Regions from separate parts of the Zea mays genome. Here region 1 is linked to region 2. The links are chromatin contacts, called in public Hi-C maps. All regions are on one chromosome and are shown on one strand. Each heading gives the region's core, a stretch centred on a gene start, on an enhancer-like site or on the middle of the called end of the contact. The rest is flanking DNA. Distances are from core to core; before and after follow the strand shown. Region 1 holds the start of LOC100383736. Region 2 holds the start of LOC100191624 (RuvB-like protein 1).

The links. A called contact is a pair of places that touch in the nucleus more often than the background predicts.
Region 1: a Hi-C map of ear shows a contact between it and region 2, with 1.6 times the contacts expected there. The contact joins the promoter of LOC100383736 here to the promoter of LOC100191624 in region 2. A contact is called at or near these places in 2 of 25 Hi-C or Micro-C datasets (ear and tassel).

Annotation. Positions count from the first base shown.
Region 1 is chr4:248,101,938-248,107,832 of Zm-B73-REFERENCE-NAM-5.0, reverse strand. LOC100383736 reads right to left here and starts at 4,619. Exons shown (of 1, transcript NM_001176373.2): 1 at 3,711-4,619. The coding sequence starts at 4,429. The coding sequence ends at 4,151. It overlaps LOC111591495 (small nucleolar RNA SNORD14), which reads left to right and starts at 3,354; the gene lies at 3,354-3,473. LOC103654965 reads left to right here. Exons shown (of 1, transcript NM_001363328.1): 1 at 1-504. The coding sequence ends at 371. It overlaps LOC111591452 (small nucleolar RNA snoR2/U65), which reads left to right and starts at 3,115; the gene lies at 3,115-3,258. It also overlaps LOC111591427, LOC111591436, the pseudogene LOC100856965 and the pseudogene LOC111591375.
Region 2 is chr4:247,715,620-247,721,558 of Zm-B73-REFERENCE-NAM-5.0, reverse strand. It overlaps LOC100191624 (RuvB-like protein 1), which reads left to right and starts at 1,276. Exons shown (of 12, transcript NM_001137053.1): 1 at 1,276-1,436; 2 at 1,560-1,748; 3 at 2,712-2,843; 4 at 3,030-3,179; 5 at 3,487-3,642; 6 at 4,684-4,818; 7 at 4,924-4,989; 8 at 5,174-5,280; 9 at 5,412-5,511; 10 at 5,597-5,688. The coding sequence starts at 1,356.

The DNA.
Region 1 (5,895 bases), core at 3,370-5,869, 380 kb before region 2:
GCGGCCGCTCCCGCAGCGACGGCAAGGAAAAGTTCGCCTTCCTGCAACCCAGCTCCAGCGCCAGCCCCGCCGCGCCGTCGAAGCCGTCCGGCGGCGACGGCGACGGCAGCAAGCACGCCAGCGCCAAGGCTGCGGCGCCTCCGCAGAAGCATGCGGGCACGAAGAATAAGAAGAATAAGAAGAAGGCCGGCGCCGCCGAGATGGACATGGCCACCGCGCACAGGCTCTTCTACGGCAAGCCCGGCGCCGCCGCGCTCGCCGGGGACAGGACGAGGCAGCCGCAGCAGCAGTCGTACCTCCCCTACCGCCCCGGCATCGTCGGCTTCTTCGCCACCGCGCACGCGCTCGGCCGCTCGCACCACCCCTACTAGCTTATTACCTTCATTAATTAGTTTAGGTAACTTCCCGCCGGCGGCGCGGCGATCGCCTCCGGAGATAAAGATTCTTTCGTTCATAAATACCTAGCACCTATGCTTAATTCCATGTCCATCAAATATGTTCATATGTCAACTGCTCTTTTCGCCATGCATTCCGATCTTGTGAAATGCGAATACAAACAAAAAAAAAGCAAATTCTGAAGAATTGCGCGCGATTATTGACTCTTGAATTCGTCGTCGGCCTTAGCGACACAATATACTTGGTCATCGTCATCGTCCATGTGATTTTTGTTAGCTCGCCGACCGTGCTGGTAAGCGAAAGCTACCCTGTTTATCTTGGATAATCAGATGCTGTTCATCGTTAACCGCTTAACCATCGTCGCCCGGGTCATTAGACGACGCTGGCAGGCTGGCTGGCGGAGAAGCTTTCTCCTCCGATGCTGCCTTCGTTCTTTGTGTATTTTAAATTTTAATAGTGCTGTGTTGTGGACGAATATCAGGTGAATACTTTTCTAGTACTATGGATTGAGTTCGAATATTCGAAACAGGCCGGTCAAGAGAGTGATTATAAGATAATAATCTAAGGTCCGGTTTGAAATGCAGGATTTCCCCCCTGTTTTATACGCTTTTCGCGTGAAAATAGACTGATTCCTGTTCCTACAATCAAAGAGGACCTAACAAACAAAGAAGACATTCTAGACTGTTTTAACAGTACTCTTGAAGCTTTATATGTGCAGATTCAATTCGAATCCCAGCACAAACATTTATTTCTGCCTTTCCTCGCAGTAAACAGTCTTGCTTGTTGGTCTCTTTCTATTTCTACTATATAAATCATCAGTGCGTGCGTCAAACAGTGGCACACCAACCTCATATGCTTAGAGTGTGCCAGAAAAATATCAATAAATAAAAGAAAAAAATAGGAATTAACAAGATTCGAACCTTAACTGCTAGTTCAAGACATAACACTTAAACAACTATATTAACTACTCTTACGTGATTTTAGGGTGTGCCGGAGCCCATATAGACCACCCGCTGAGTCCGGCCCTGGCGTCAAGCACAAAGTGCCTAGGTTTATTCTCATTCCTCGCTTCACACACAATAATGGGCCATTACACCACAAATAGGTTTTGAGAAGCCACACGCTGCGTAACACTCCTACAAAAGTATCACCTCGAGCTGAAAAGTGAGGAACGACCAAACGGCCTATAAAAAAGAGTTGAATTTCTTTTCAACTAATATCTTTTTTTGGTTTTTTAGCTAAGATAAAATGTAATATTTGTTTTTATTAGTTTAGTATCTGATATACATACATTATGTTCACTTTGATGTTAAACTTATTTATAGTATTAAATATGATTGTGTGCCGCAGCAAGCCACAAATATTGTACTAGTTTTATTTTATTTTAGTCTTAGTTTGTAATTATCTTTCATTGCTTCAATAAAATTTCAGGGTTTCCTCTACAATATTTACCGGTAAAAAAACAAACAAAGAAGACACTTGTCATCACACACACATATATATATTTTTTTAAAAAAAAGAGGGAAAAAGGAATTCATTCAACAACAAACTAAGGGCGGAGAGCGGGAACCGCTCCTAATCCAGGGGTCTTCTAGAGCGTTGACCTTGCTGATCTCCGTGTAGATTTGGTCGAGAGTTGAACGGTTATATAAAGCGACCATCGCCCTTTTGCCATTTTCCTTGATTTGACGCGGTGAACCGTTAAACCTAGGATAATTTTAGCTGGTCTCCATCTCTACCAGTGAAAAAGTTACCGTCCATGACCCATCTACGTTCTCACTAATATAAAAGTACTAAATTCTTACTGTTACATTTTTAATTATCTATCTCTTTTACAAGGGGTCAACGCTGTCTTCTAGGCGGGCTGAGCACTGAAAAGGAAAAGCGAGCCAGGCTTCTCATTTGAACCAGGGCTCGCATACTTGCTTTGGTACAGAATCGGCCCGGCCCAAGCTGTCTCAGGCCCGATCCCGATCCCACTCCCTCGCGGGGCCTCGCCTTTATAACTCGTCCGTGGCCACCCACCCTTCTTCACAGAGCTTCGCTCACCTGCCTTGCTAGGGTTTAAGCCACCACCCGCCGCCGCCACCTCTTCTAGCGCTCGCGCTTCGCCTTGTGACGACGATGCATCCGGTCTCGTTGCGAGCTCCTCGCGTCCGTCGTCATGGTTTCCTGAATGCCTGCGATTCGTTCTGTGTTTTGTTTTGTTCATTCATTCATATTGATCATACAGGGATATGGTAGCTGTGACGAGCACCGCTTTCTTCTGACACCTCTTGTATGAGCAGGGATTTCGTTCCCTCCGTTGAGCAGATCCAGCAACTCTCTGAGCTCCTCCCTAGCGGTCTCTTTCTTGAGTACATTTTGGTTGGTAATGATTCCTGTTGATTTTCTTCTTTGTATTTCCAGCGTAATTTTTTTTTCTACTTTCAAGTAATTTTACTTTGCTGCATCTGCGAACTCGTGAGATAGTTCAGCTACGTAGCCCCCGTGAAGATCACAAGACCTACCGATAGGAAGTGCCGTTTGACACTGTAAGCAGCAGCTGCTGCACTCAGCTGCAGGTGTTCCATCTCTCGACCATAACCTTTGTGGTTTGGTCAGGCTGGATCTCCCATCTGCATCTGCTCTGTGTTTCAGCTGTGGTGTGTGATTAAGATCGGGTCTCTGAGGGACTCTTCAGAACCGTCGTGCTGTTCTCATTGCTGAAGTTGTTTGGGCCTGATGCCACGTCTCTGGTAGCTACATGCTTTTACCCGAGATGCTATGATCAGGCCGATACAAATTTGTTTCGCATGTTGATAGGAACCTGGGGACGGCTTCTCCATCTGTCCCACAGAGCCGGTTTCTGTGATCACATTCATTCATCAATACTATGATATGATTAGTGCTTTGCCTATTTTTACTTATTTTTGATATCTGTACTTATTTTTTAAATCTATACTTCATTCATATTATGGCAATGATGATGAAAGATAAGGCTTGTTTCTCAACATTCGCAGTAGCCGCCTAAGAGCTTTCGCCTTGCCAGGCTCGAGAGCTTGTGCTGTTGAATCCTTCCTTGGATGTCTGAGCCAAAATTTCTCTTATTGTCCAGCTCTTCATCGTTATTGGGTGTTGTTTTTTGATGTGATGATCCTTTCCCCAAATTACCGACTTTGATTATACTGTGCGATTTTTCGAGTTCCGTCTCCTCGGAGATGGGATCTTAAGCCAGATGTTCTGATCGAAACAACAACACTCAGTTTCCTCTTCAACACATCATTCCTTCCGCATGTTCTTGACTTTGGATCTTGGAAAATTTTTTTGGTCTCTTTGACGATGGAAATGATGACCCTTTCCCCAGCTGATCGACTACGATTACACTGTGCGCAATTGCGATGCCTTCTCCGCGGAGAAAGGATCCCAAGCCAGAATTCTGATCCATCAATGTCTTGTTTCTGCATCGTTTCTTGTAAAACATTTGGGCACACTAAATCAAAAAATAGGACGCTGTATTCGGAAGCATTGTCCCTGTAAACAGTACACATCATATCCACGTCCATCGTTATTGGGTGAAGCTTTGGACTCGTCCATGTGATCTCTTTTGTCGATTGGTTCAGTAAATGATGGCACACGTTTTTCTACTAAACCAATGGACAATAGAGAGCTTTACTTGAACCCTTTTGACATTTAATAAGATAACACGTGGTTATACCTTTAAAATTGATTTCTTCTATGACTAAAAGAGTGCTAAAAACTTATGCATAATTTATTATTCTAAAATTATGCACAATAGAGAGCATAATTTTAAATGTAATTCTGGAGTATATATACAGCACGGACGAAAGTGCTCTAACCTTTGTTCCATCGATTTAAATTGCACGAAAAGCTCTTTTATCCAAATTATTGTACAGGCATCCCCACTAATGCATCGGATAGTGGCAGCGCTCCCTGTGTAGCAGATGTGCATCCACGAGAACGATGTAATAGTAACGACGGTGCTCTTATAATAACCATGCTCTTGGTAATCGCAAAGGAAGGACATTATCATGTGATTCCAGATCCTTGCTTGTATGTTTCTGAGTACCTGGAACTTTTATGTGCTGAGTACTGTGGATTAGAGCATTGATGTCTTTTCTATTTAAAGCAGGAGAACAATGTTGATATTTGTATCAAATATTTATGTAATCAAATAAGCAATTTGTCTTGTCATAAAGGACGGGCAAGTTCATGTTTAAAAGAAACTTTTGTGTTTTTTGTTGTATCGTATAGTATTTTATTTTTATGTTTTTTATACTTTCGAGTTTGTACATGTCTTTATGTATCGTTCACTTTTTCATTTAGCATCCTAGTCAATTTGATAATTTTGAGTAGTTGTTTTTAATTGTACAGGTTGAATAGCCTTAACCATGCTCACCCTCACCTATATGTGACCAAATATGTTGTGCTATATGGGTCGATAGGAGGCACGGATATTTTGGCACGGCACGGGCACAACATGATAGTAATCGTGTCCGGGACAGCATGAGACTCATCATGGGTCGTGTTTGGAATTAGGTACAAGCCAATGAGCAGCATGAGCGTGACCCATTTATCATCGAGCCATTTAGCATGATACTAGACACGAATAGCCCACCAAACTGATTACGTCGCAACACTATCTGTTTGTGTCTAACCTTGTCCTAATCTGGCCCACCACATATATAATACTAGCCAGTTACAGCCAGTTACTCGTGATTTGCTACAATTATTATATATCATATAAATAAGTACTAAGATATTTATTCAAATTTAATTATTGTTTATTTCTAAACACTAAGTTACGTGTGGTGGTTAGCCCTAAATTTCTAACCACATTAGGTTTTAAATAATGTAGTATGGATATTGATGACCAACTCGACCTCCACTTTCAAACTATTTTCGAGTTCTGTTACAAAAAAATAAGAAAAATATGCAACAAAAAAAGAAAAATATGTTATTTTCGAGCTCTGTTATAACGTGGGCCTTAAAACTCCCGACATGGTAGCACGATACAGCACGCCCGATACGGCCCATTAAACTGGAGGCCCATTAAACTACAGTCTAACTAGTTTATGGCTCGAGAGATTTTTCTGTCCGTTTTCATCCCTATCTGGATAACCACGAGGAGATCACCACTTTCAGTTTCCCAACTACAATCGGATGCAATATACTGTAGTATTCAGTAGATGCTCCCAACAACCTCGTGATATATCTTTGGCAAGGGTATAGCCCCCTGAATCGTACTCATCAATCTCATGACATGTACCGGACTGAACAACAACGCGCCACACGACATGCCAGTGTGCAATCGAACGCATGCACGCACGCATCCCTCAGACATACGAACATCATCCGCTTTTGGCCATTTCCAATCTATGACAGAATGAGCCACAGAAGAATTTACCTCCAAAACCACTCGCAGTCTTGCAAATAGTATGCGTGGCAAGCTGGCCTCCAAAACCAACACGTTATGTGTTCGCATCACGTGATACATTG
Region 2 (5,939 bases), core at 27-2,526:
AAAACTGTGCTCCCAACTATTAGCTCTAGGGTGTGTTTGAATGTAGGTCTAAGAGGCCAAGAGTGCCATGCCAAGCTATTTTAGTTGGTATTTGGTTGTAGGTCAAATTTTGGTCATGCCAATATAAATCTATGCCAATTTTTAGTCAAAACCAAGACCAGCAAATTGGCTGCCAAAATTTGGCTTGGCCCCCAATGCATTTTGTTCACAAACCAAACACCAAAACTTGAGCCAAATTTTGGCTTAGTCCAGCTTTGTTAAGCTACCAAATTTTGGTCGGGCTTCTTTGGTCCACAACCAAATAGATCCTAGTTCCTTTGAACATGACCTAGGACATTTAAACGAGACCTAAATATAAATGCTGAGAGGCCCAACCCTCTCCCACGGCCTAATAACAGCCCAAGACGGGCCGGTCCAGCCACCCCTTTGCTCCCACAGTATACATGTACATGTGGGCCGGCCTGGCCCGGCACGGCACAGGCCCACAAAAGCACGGCCCATAAAGGCACGGCCCACAAAAGCACATATCTAATTATGGGCCGTGCCGTGTCAGCACGTGTGCCCAGTCATCGGCCCACGGCACGGCCCACAATTAGTTATGTGTGTCAGGCCGGCCCAAATAGCCCAAAATACCTTAATGTGCCAGACCGGCCCATATACATACAACAGTAATACATCAACAAAAAGTATAATATATATATGACCAAAATAAAACTAAGATGTTTTGTGGATGCACATTATAAACCTTTGGTCAGAAAGAAAAAAATATTACAACTAGCTCACAAATAATATTCAGTTCTCTGTTTAGTGTTTAATTGAGTACTATACATCTATACAGAATACATATACAATGATCATCATCACTATTCACTATCCATATCTAGGTATTGGTTCTCGATGGCTTAATGAAGCTCTAGATTCTCCAAGTTATGCTAGTCATGTGGGCTTTGACGGACCTTAAGTTAAATACTGAGTCTATATTTAGTGGGCCTCGGTGTGCCTTAGTTAAATGGGCCGTGCCAGGCCGGCCCGTGGGCTTGACTTGAGGCCCAGGCACGGCCCACAATATGGGCCGTGCCGGCCCAGACCCACAATTAGGTTGGGCCGTGCCAGATATGGGTCGTGCCAGAAATTGTGTGCTTTGGGCCGGCCTATTAGGCACAGCACAAATGTACACCTATATCCCACAGTCGCAGACTCCCCCCCAGTCGAGGCGGCAGCACATACAACTTCCCACAGGAGACCAGTGGCGCGGCGTCTCCCATCCCCCGCCCCCAAATTTGTTGCGGCGGGAGAGCCGGAGAGGAGGCAGCTCCACAGAAACAGAGAGCGCATAACCGGCGGCGTTGGCGGCGATGAGGATCGAGGAGGTGCAGTCGACCTCGAAGAAGCAGCGCATCGCCACCCACACCCACATCAAGGGACTCGGCCTCGACGTAGCTGCCCGCTCCTGCGCTCCTCCTCGCCCTGTTTTTTTCTAGGGTTTTAGCTTCTCTGTGTCTGCGTACTAGTTCCTCACTGTTTCCCCCCTTCGTTTTCTTATTATGGGAGCGGAGCAGGCCAATGGGATGGCGATTGCGTTGGCGGCGGGGTTCGTGGGCCAGGCGGCGGCGCGCGAGGCGGCCGGGCTGGCGGTCGACATGATTCGCCAGAAGAAGATGGCCGGCCGCGCGGTGCTCCTTGCGGGTCCGCCCGCCACGGGCAAGACGGCGCTAGCGCTCGGCATAGCCCAGGAGCTCGGCAGCAAGGTCCGTGCGTTCGGTTGCTCATTTTTCTCGGTCCTCACACGAAGCAGCTGTTCATTCATTTGGTGGTAAAGGGAGGGGTTTATTTCTCCCCCAAGGTCCTGCCGTTGTATGCACATTTGTAAGAAAGAGGGCCAAATTTAATCTACTGGTTTTCTATATTGACTGGTAGTACCAGATTTTTATCTACTCAATTCTTCTATTTGACCATGAGGATATGTTCTGATAACTATGGACTATCCTCATTTAATTCTCTGTTTGACTGTTTATTATAGATTTTTCTCGAAAGCGCTCGAAAGCTCAAGAGAGCTGCGCGAAAATATATTAAGGAGATAAAGGTCCAAAAGGACCCCAAGATACAAATAAGGCCGCCCTACGGCGGCCAATAACAAGCATAAATGAAACCATCCATGACAAAAACACTGCTACAAAAACAGCACTACAGCTATCTAGCTAACAGGGAGACCTGGGATGGGGGCAGTAAGCAAGGACAACTTCTTTGCACCAGCCATAACCCAAAGATCAATCTCCAAACCAACACTTCTAATAGCAACAGCAACACTAGGACTCTTATTGTCAAAAACGCAGCCATTGCGATGTTTCCAAAGGGTCCAAACACCAAGAATGACAAGAGAGTTAAGACCATTTCTTGCAATCCCAGGAATCTTGGATTATTACCCTATTTGGTGAACAAGAAGCTCTGCATGGGCACACCGCACACCAAAAAGTTTAGCTAAAATTCATAGAGTTCTTGAGGTATTTTAGCATACCTAATGTCATTTTAGCTGCGTGGTTCAAGTTTTGTGTTCAACTAGCTGAATTGGTGTTCTAGGGGGGACAGTCTGGTAAAATGTGCTTGCCGAATTGGTGTTCTAGGGGACAGTCCGATAAAATGCGCTTGCTGAAGTCACTGTAGCACTTATGTTATAGTCTAATGTTTCCTTCCTCTATCACTATACAATGCAGGTCCCTTTCTGTCCTATGGTAGGATCAGAAGTGTACTCCTCGGAGGTCAAGAAAACTGAGGTGCTGATGGAAAATTTCCGTAGAGCTATAGGTTTGCGTATAAAGGAAAACAAAGAGGTTTATGAAGGAGAGGTAAGCAATGGATATATGCCCATGTCCAAGTTAAACGAATACTAGGCTATAATTGCATTAGTGATTTCCTTTATTTATCAATGGTTTTCATTATCGCTTTGATAGCTGATGTTCCACTTCGTGCTTCTATAATAAATTTACCATTGTTAGTCTATAATAAATTTACCAGTGTTGCTCTGTTCCTAGGTTACTGAACTTTCCCCAGAAGAGGCTGAGAGTACAACTGGTGGATATGCAAAAAGCATTAGCCATGTAATCATCAGCTTAAAGACTGTTAAAGGGACTAAGCAACTGAAGTTAGATTCTTCAATTTATGATGCTCTGATCAAGGAAAAGGTAACTGCCTGCTTCCTTGCCTATCCTGTTGGTGTAGACTTTTGAATCAAGTTTTTACTCTTCTATAACAATGGGCAGTCTAGTTGTTTCTTACTTGAAATAATGTCTTGATCAACATTTTAAATCTTCTGTCTATTGATAAATTACCCTGGGAAAATTTTATGCTAACTCGCTGTCATATGTACTGGTGCTGAGTGGCTCCTCAAACATTGAGAAAATGCACTATATTTGCATTTTGGGTTACTGTATCTATTTTGCTATCTTCATTTGTTGCTTTACGTTACTCATTATCTGCATATGGATATAGGTGGCAGTGGGTGATGTTATATACATCGAAGCAAATAGTGGAGCAGTGAAAAGAGTTGGTAGATGTGATTCTTTTGCTACAGAATACGATCTTGAAGCTGAAGAGTATGTTCCTATCCCCAAAGGTGAAGTCCATAAGAAAAAAGAAATTGTGCAGGTATCATTCTGATGCTATCTTAGTCTTAACATTTCATTATTTTCTGCAGCGATCTTTTTTCACACAGTGGCTCTTTGTTAGTGAATGTTGTCATGATTAAAACAAATATTTCCATTGTTGGAACAGTACTCCTCAAGATGCGACTTTGACCGATAATTCCTATCACAAATTGTTGCCAATAGTTTCCTTCACAAAATGTTGGCGGAAAGCTATAAGAATATATTATTGCAAGTTGATATGTTGATGATAGCTTGTTACAATCATTTTTTGCTACAAAAAATATTCATGTGCTTTCCCTGCAAAATTGCTGGCCGCCTTGTTCATCTTTTTCTTCTATAATGGAAGCTCCGCTTGTGGTCTGCAAATCAGCTAGTTGGGTGGTAGTATAAGATGGTCACACCAGATTTCCAGAACAAATATTGAAAAATCATAGGGCAATGCTAGTGACTGTCGCTTCCTTGTAGAATAATATATGCATGAATAAAGGTCACAAAAAACGGTTATGTGCATCACCATCGGCCCTCAGCCCAAGTCCTACCAACAAGAATCTCTTAGAGCCGATTAACTTGGTTCTATCATTGCTGCTTCTGCTACTGTTACATACTCCCTCCGTCTACAAATGTTGGTCGTTCTCACTTTCCAAGGAGTCAACCATTTAACTTTGACCACATTTATATAAGAAAATATTAATATTTATAGTACATAATTAGTATCATTTGATAGATCTTTGAATCTATTTTTTAGTAAAATTATTCGAAGATACGAATGTTGCTAAGATATTCTATAAATCTAGTCAAACTTAAGAAAGTTTGACCAGCACAAATACCATACTACCATAGTGACAAACATTTGTGGCCGCAGGGAGTAGTAAATAAACAGTTGAAAGTTTGCTGTTAGATTTCCTGATTGTTTATTATCACAAGGAGCATATTTTTCTAAATGATTTTTAATAAGAATTAATGCTTGTATTTGCGTCTCAACATGGAGGCTTCATGTGCTCTTGTTCTGAAGAGGATCTAATCTTCTCACCGATGTATGCAGGATGTCACACTTCATGACCTTGATGCAGCAAATGCTCAGCCACAAGGTGGCCAAGATATTTTGTCCCTTATGGGCCAGATGATGAAACCACGAAAGACTGAAATCACCGAAAAACTACGCCAAGAAATTAATAAGGTTTTCTTCTTTTTGACTACCATTTTTTTTAGTTTCTTAGGCAGTATCAAATTTGGATAACCATATAAGAATTTTCAGCTGGTTTTTAATTTTATATGATGACAGGTGGTAAATAGATATATCGATGAAGGAATTGCAGAGCTTGTACCTGGTGTTTTGTTCATTGATGAGGTATTACTTTATTGCACTTGTGACTGAAAAATCCACCTGTCCTGTCCTAACAAAAAAAAGTAGGAAACACATTGTTGATAAACATTTTATCCGCCTAATGGAGCAGTGCCACAATTGTTGAACTTGATTGTGTCTGACTGTCTTCTGGTTATTCAAAAATCAATTAATCAATTATCTTTTTCAGGTCCACATGTTGGATATCGAATGTTTTTCTTATCTTAACCGTGCATTGGAGAGCCCATTATCACCAATCGTGATACTTGCTACAAATAGGGGAATATGTAATGTAAGGTAGGCAGTTTATTTGCCAGACTACTCTTGCAGCTAAGTTCAATACCCAGCATAAATCTGTACTTGTCTACTAAGTTGCACCATGATTGATTGATTACTTTATTAATGAATCGTGTAATGATTTTGTACAGAGGAACTGATATGACAAGTCCACATGGTATACCGGTGGATCTTCTAGATAGGCTGGTGATTATTCGGACAGAGACATATGGCCCTACTGAGATGATACAGGTTCTTACTTATTTGGGGCGTTATTTCTATCTGTTGTTTTTCCTGTGCAGAATTTTCATTAATCTTTGTTTGCTGCCCTTTACAGATATTGGCTATCCGAGCACAAGTGGAGGAGATTGATATGGATGAAGAAAGTCTTGCTTATTTAGGCGAGATCGGACAGCAGACATCTTTGAGGTTAGATTTTGTATTGTTCTTTGGTATTTTCCATGCATTCGATGGATTAGTTTTCAAATAAAATATGAGTTCAAAGATGCAAGTCCTTGGAAGTTAGGCATGCATCTCCTAGTTGCAGAATGAAACCCTAACCCTACTCAGGGTTGGGTGTGCATTAATATAGGCCAAGTAGCTGGGTCAAACCCATTACACAGAGGGATAAATATGTAATTACGAGGGGACTAACCCTAAAACCCTAACGAAGCTCTAAC